Regions from separate parts of the Sus scrofa genome. Here region 2 is linked to region 1. The links are chromatin contacts, called in public HiChIP or PLAC-seq maps. All regions are on one chromosome and are shown on one strand. Each heading gives the region's core, a stretch centred on a gene start, on an enhancer-like site or on the middle of the called end of the contact. The rest is flanking DNA. Distances are from core to core; before and after follow the strand shown.

Region 1 (2,940 bases), core at 119-2,618:
GGGGGGTGAACAGGTGGAGCAAAGAGGATGTTTGGGGCAGAGCTGCTCCGTACGACATTATAAGGATGGTTACGTGACCTCATGCACCTGTCCAAACCCGCTGAACATACGCCACCCACAGGGACTCCTAAATGACAGACAACCATGGAGTCTGGGTGATGACGACGGGTCAGTGCAGGTTCATTCTCAGTAAAAAGGTACCATCTGGCGAGGGATGTGGATGATGGGGGCGGCTGTGCCTGGCGGGGCGGGGCGTATGAGCATGCTGTACCTTCTGCTCAATTTTGCTGTGAATCTACGAGTGCTCTAAAAAAAAATAAAAAATAAATTTTGGAAAATCACTATTTTTCTTCAAATACTATATACATTGTTCTCCAAATAAGGGGACTGACCCATCTCATTATGAGGGTTATAAGGACAGCTGTATGCAGCCCCATCCTGATAGTGGGGGAACCGTGGCAACTGAAGCCCTACTGAGCCTTCCCGCACGTTTCCATCTCCCTCTGCTCCGTCCTTGTCACTCCGCTTCCTGTCAGCCTTTCCTTTTTCAAGGGCACACCCCCGACCTCGGGACCACACTCTTAAATCCACCCCTTGGTTCTCACATCAGCATCCCACCTGCTCTGAGACTATTTTACACCCCCTGTCAACCTCACCAATATCAACACATAGGTTCCTTGTGTGTAAACATATTATTTTAGGACCTCGAAATATTTGTGCTTTAAAAAAAAAAAAATCAGATATCCTGTGGGCTAGTGAACAGGCGTGAACCCACAGCAGTTTCCTGGTTGTGATATTTGACGACAGTCATGTCAGATGTCACCACTAGAGGAAGCTGGGTGAAAGGTTCCTGGGACTCTGTATGCTATTTTGTAAGTTCTTGTATTTCAAAACGAAAAGTTTTTTTTCAAAAACTCCAAAAATTGAAAATCAGCGCTAGCTCCGTTTGCTTAAATTTGAGACGAAACACAAGGGAGAAAAAGGAAAGCACAGATGGGACAGATCCAGGCATTGAGGGAGAAGGGAACGGGGTAGAAAGGCAGCCAGGAACTCTTCAGTGATTTGCATGTGTTCCTAACACCTCTGCTTCTTGCAAATGATACACATATACAAACGGAATTTGCACGAATCCTGCACCTGTGGGCAAAGAGAATCAAGCTCAAGCTGTGTTTTACGCTGGGGGGCGGAGGATGCTATTTCTGGGCTTTGCGTAAATCTTCTTTAATGGGTGTGTAGTCTTGGTCACCAATTTGCATGCACGACGCAGAATGAAGAGGAGACACACGCAGAGTTCAGCAGAGGACGGCAGACAGCCACGCTGAGCCTGTGTTTCCTGGAGGGACAGGAGGCTCAGGGGTGAGCCGTTCACCATCCATCCTCTTCTGGTACATTTATTAGATGCTCACGGGCAGTCGCTTGCGCATCAGACGCTGCAGGGAACAGGTCGCACCTGGAATCCCAACAATCTGGAGTCCAGCCAAGGAGAGGAGCCGGTGACCGGTGATCACGCAGCTGTCATCCCGGTGCTCTGAGCTCCGGCTCACACTGAGCGTGAGAGAGAAAGCGCTCCCACAGACCAGAGGCGGACAGGGACCCACGTTAGAACAAACATATGGAACAAGAAGGGAGGTGTCAGGTCAGGTGCCATTAAGCGGGATGCAGGCTCAGGGCAAGTCCATGCTGGGACTGGAAGCAAAGTCGGCCTGTAATTGGGGCAGATCAACTAGGAATTTCACATCCATCTCATTGTTCTTTGTCTCTGCCAAGGCCAAGAGCACACAGGAAAGCAAAGCCAGCATCTCTCATCTCTTCCTACAACCAACAAGAAGTCACGGCAAGCCAGCTGTCCTGGGGCCCTAAAGTCACGTGAGATGCGGTCCTTGTCAGAAGTATGAATTCATTTTTGAGTTTCATCGTGTCCCTACCACACACACACACACACACACACACAAACACACCCCTACGTTTTTCCCTTAGAGCTGATAAAGCCGAGGCTCGGAAATATGAAATTACTTTCCTCTGATCACATAGCTAATAAGCCAAGGAATAACCAACAAGACCTCCAACTAGGCTGGTCTTCTTTCTGGTGGCTCCCAATTCCATTACTTGGGTCCCCTTCCCAACAACAAGGCCAACAACCAAATTCTGGATCCACGCGGTTTTGATGACAAGGTCCAAATTACTTAGTATTTGGTGAGCAGGTGCACATAAGGGCCATCTTCGACTGCTACACAAATGAATAAACTAAAAACTTCCAAAGGAACCTACAAGGTAAAGTGCTACCTAGAGATGAAGATGGGGAGCCAGCCCCCCAAAGTCCCAGCCCTCCTGCTGCGGCTGTCACACCTGGACAGCCCTCCTTTCTGATGCAGAAAAGGCACGTGGTCGCTGCCACAGCAGAGCCAATGGAAGGAGAAATAACGGCTTTTATGAGCTGTAACTGTATCAGCATTAAGGAAATGGAGGAAGCCTTGGGCTTTCTGTGCACTTCCGAAAGGTTTTAAGATGCCCAAGTTTATTAGTAAAAATGTGTGGTAAAAAAAAAAAAAAAAAAAAAAAGTCCTCTGTCTCTGATACAGATCAAATTCTCTGATAGACCTCACATTTCTATGGTTAATAATACATCTTGGGAAGTTCCCATTGTGGTGCAATAGAAGCAAATCCAACTAGTAACCATGAGGTTGTGGGTTCGATCCCTGGCCTCGCTCAGTGGGTTAAGGATCCGGCATTGCCATGAGCTGTGGTGTAGGTCGTAGACACGGCTCGGCTCCCACGTTGCTGTGGCTGTGGTGTAGGCCAGCAGCTGCAGCTCCGATTAGACCCCTAGTCTGGGAACCTCCATATGCCAAGGGTGTGGCCCTAAAAAGCAAGCAAACAAACAAAAAAACACCTTGGAGTTCCTGTTGTGGCTCAGTGGGTTAAGAACCCGACACAGCGTCC
Region 2 (2,940 bases), core at 180-2,679, 73 kb after region 1:
GTGCGGCAGCAGCATGAAGCGCGAGCGGGAAGTAAGGCGACTGCGTTCAGACAGTCCCCCTCGACGCCTGCTCAGAAGGGGACAGAGGAGGGGACGCAGCCTCAGGAGGCCGTATTTGGTTTTGATGGTTTTGTTTCATTTTTAGGGCCGCACCTGCGGCATATGGAGGTTCCCAGGCTAGGGGTTGAATGGGAGGTACAGCTGCCAGCCTACACCACAGCTCACGGCAACGCCGGATCCTTCACCCACTGAGCGAGGCCAGGGATCGAACCCACGGCCTCATGGTTCCTAGTCGATTCATTTCTGCTGCGCCACACAGGAACTCCATAGAGGCTGTGTTTGGAAACAAGGAGGCAGAGACCAGAAGCAACCAGCTGAAAGAGTGACAGGAGCTGCCGCAGGTGGCAGGGAGCAGAGGCCTGTGGCTTCCCCTGCAAGGCCCGTGGGCTCATTTATGTCACTTGAGCAGCTGCCCAGGGCAAGACTGCTGCTGGGAGAAGAGCGGGAAGGGCAAGCTCTCTGGGGGACAGAACGCGGGCAAATCCCTGCCTGAGCTCCTGCTGCCGGAACAGGAGGCGAGCGTTAGAGGGGAGAAGCAGGGCCTGGGCAGAAGGTGTCCCCAGCTTCCTCGCTTACAGAGTCTAGACGTGGCTGCAGAGAAGGGTCGAGAGACTACCATTCGGGTCACCTGAATAGCTGGGCACCATGTGGCAGCTCAGAGGAGGGTGAGATTAGAGCAGGGAGTCCAGCCGGAGGCCACGGTCTGTTACCAGCAAGAAAGGATGCAGGTCTGAGGTCAAGGCGCTCCCCCCGGTTAACACGAAAGGCAGAAAAGGAATAACATCAAAGGGTCTAGAGGAGTTTCCATCGTGGCTCAGCAGAAGGAATCTGACTAGCATCCATGAGGACACAGGTTTGATCCCTGGCCTCGCTCAGTGGGTTTAGGATCTGGCGTTGCCGTGAGCTGTGGTGTAGGTCCCAGACACTGCTTGGATCCTGCATCGCTGTGGCTGTGGTGTAGGCTGGCAGCTGCAGCTCCAATTAGACCCCTAGCCTGGGGCCCTCCATATGCCTCAGGTGCAGCCCTAAAAGGGCAAAAAAAAAAAAAAAAAAGGGAGGGGGGGTCTTGATTAGCTATCAGGCGGATACAAGGAAGGGAGGAGCCTCGGAAGGTACCAAATCAGAGGACTTGGCAGGTTCGAAGGGGGAAAGCTGAGACGCCGGGGACGTGTTTGGGATGAGAAGTGTCATCTAACTGGCAGCTGGGTACAGATCTGAAGTTCTGTAACGAGGACTGGCTGAGACAGGATGTGTCTTGGCCACAGCAGACAGAAAGCAGGGGAGTAGAGAAAACTCCTAGGAAGAGGGTGAAGGTCAGAGATAAAGGGCAGCAGTGCCAGGAGGAGGGGTCACGGGCCTCAAGAAGGGCGGGGTTAGCTGTGGCAGATGCCATCGACGTCAAGGAAGAGCACGGGATTGAGCCCAGGAGGTTGGGCACAGTGACTTTCCACAGAGCATCGGAGGAGGAAGCCAGCGGGGAGGAGGGTCGACCCTGCAGTCATTGCAACCCCGTTCCCTGGGTGTGGGTTGAACCGAAGGGCTGAACAGACTAAGAGGAGGCAGGAGAGGGGGCGGCTCTCGGAGAGCCCGGCCCGGAAGGAAGAACAGGAGGGCCCATGGGGAATAGCCGAGTGGGTTAACATTCCAGGGGTGGACGTTTCCCCCAAGGAAGACAGAGACGGGAGAAAAGCCATCAGTACAGCGAGTCTGAGAACACGGGAGAGACGAAACTAAACAGCCCTGCCCTGCAATCCAGCAATCCCACTCCCCACTCACCCAATGAATGGACACACTTATATCCACAAAAAAAAACCCACGCCTGTGCATAAATGTTCATAGCAGCTTTATTCATAGTCACCAAAACCCAGAAGTGGCCAAGCTGCCCCTCAGTAGGGAAACGGATAAAGAAACGGTTGCCTCCAGATAACAGGATAAAAAACGAGCTGTCCAGCCACAAAGGGGTACAGACGACTTGAAAATGCACGATGCTAAGTGAAGGAGGCCAGACTGAAAAGGCTGCATAATGTATGATTGCACTACGTGATCCAGAAAAGGCAAAACGGCAGAGACAGTAAACAGCAGGGGCTGCCAGGCACAGGGTGAATACGGGTGGCACAGGGCGGCTTTTAGGGCAGAGGGCAGTGAAACCGTTCTGAAGGGTAGTCTCATGTGACTACACAACATTAAGCCTTTGCCAAAGCCCGTAAAACTTCACTGCCAAAGAAGAAGCCTTGATGTACATAGGTTTTGAAAAACTCATTTAGAATGTTGCTGGATCCCAGGATGACACGTAGAATGCGGCAAATACATTGAAATGCTTCACAAACACATAAAACAGGATCCCTGAGGGCTGGGGTGGGGGATGAAGAGTCAAGCTAAGTAGCTCCGGAAAGGACTGGGGTCCACTGGGTGGATTGACAACCCCCAAAGGGCTCGTCGGGACCCTGGGACTGAGCAATGAAGCGGGTGCTGCAGTGGGAAGTTACCGTCAAGCGGGTGGGGGAGGCGAGAAAGATCGGAGCAGAGTTGGGGACATCAGCAGGACCTGGGCTTACCTTACTATACAGATGGGTCCCTTTCTACACACATGCATTTCCTTGCTCCATCAGCTGAGGCAGCCTGGACCCAATGACACGCCAACAGCAACGAGCATACCTGCCACCCAGATCTGGGTTTCTAATACCATCCTCCGGTACAAGGAGCCATGCCTGGCTCCTTGGAGAAGCGGCTGATTCTGGGCGGGGGCGGGAAAGACAGGGTGAGCCTGGGGCATCTTGTGGTTCCCGAGAGTAAGGAAGTGTGATAACACCACACCATGATGGGATGTTGAAAGCTAAAGGGATACGTGGGCCAAGGGCAGAAGCTTCCAATAGCCAGAGC

Evidence for each region. HiChIP or PLAC-seq counts read pairs in DNA pulled down with a chosen protein or histone mark.
Region 2: an H3K27ac HiChIP or PLAC-seq map of alveolar macrophages shows a contact between it and region 1. The contact joins two enhancer-like sites. A contact is called at or near these places in 17 of 47 Hi-C or Micro-C datasets (alveolar macrophages, blood, embryonic fibroblasts and 10 more) and 2 of 2 datasets of contacts at active chromatin or transcription factors (alveolar macrophages and skeletal muscle).

What each region holds. Positions count from the first base shown.
Region 1 is chr10:64,806,508-64,809,447 of Sscrofa11.1, forward strand. All of the region lies in intron 1 of PFKFB3 (6-phosphofructo-2-kinase/fructose-2,6-bisphosphatase 3), which reads right to left. Among named protein-coding and RNA genes, the nearest start is that of PFKFB3, 51 kb to the right of the region's middle. Within about 2 kb of position 1,369, at least 8 of the 83 cell types and tissues checked have an H3K27ac peak or open chromatin away from gene starts, as enhancers often do. A contact at or near this core is called in alveolar macrophages and retroperitoneal adipose tissue, where this site is marked.
Region 2 is chr10:64,878,967-64,881,906 of Sscrofa11.1, forward strand. No RefSeq gene overlaps it. Among named protein-coding and RNA genes, the nearest start is that of PFKFB3, 21 kb to the left of the region's middle. Within about 2 kb of position 1,430, at least 3 of the 83 cell types and tissues checked have an H3K27ac peak or open chromatin away from gene starts, as enhancers often do. A contact at or near this core is called in alveolar macrophages and retroperitoneal adipose tissue, where this site is marked.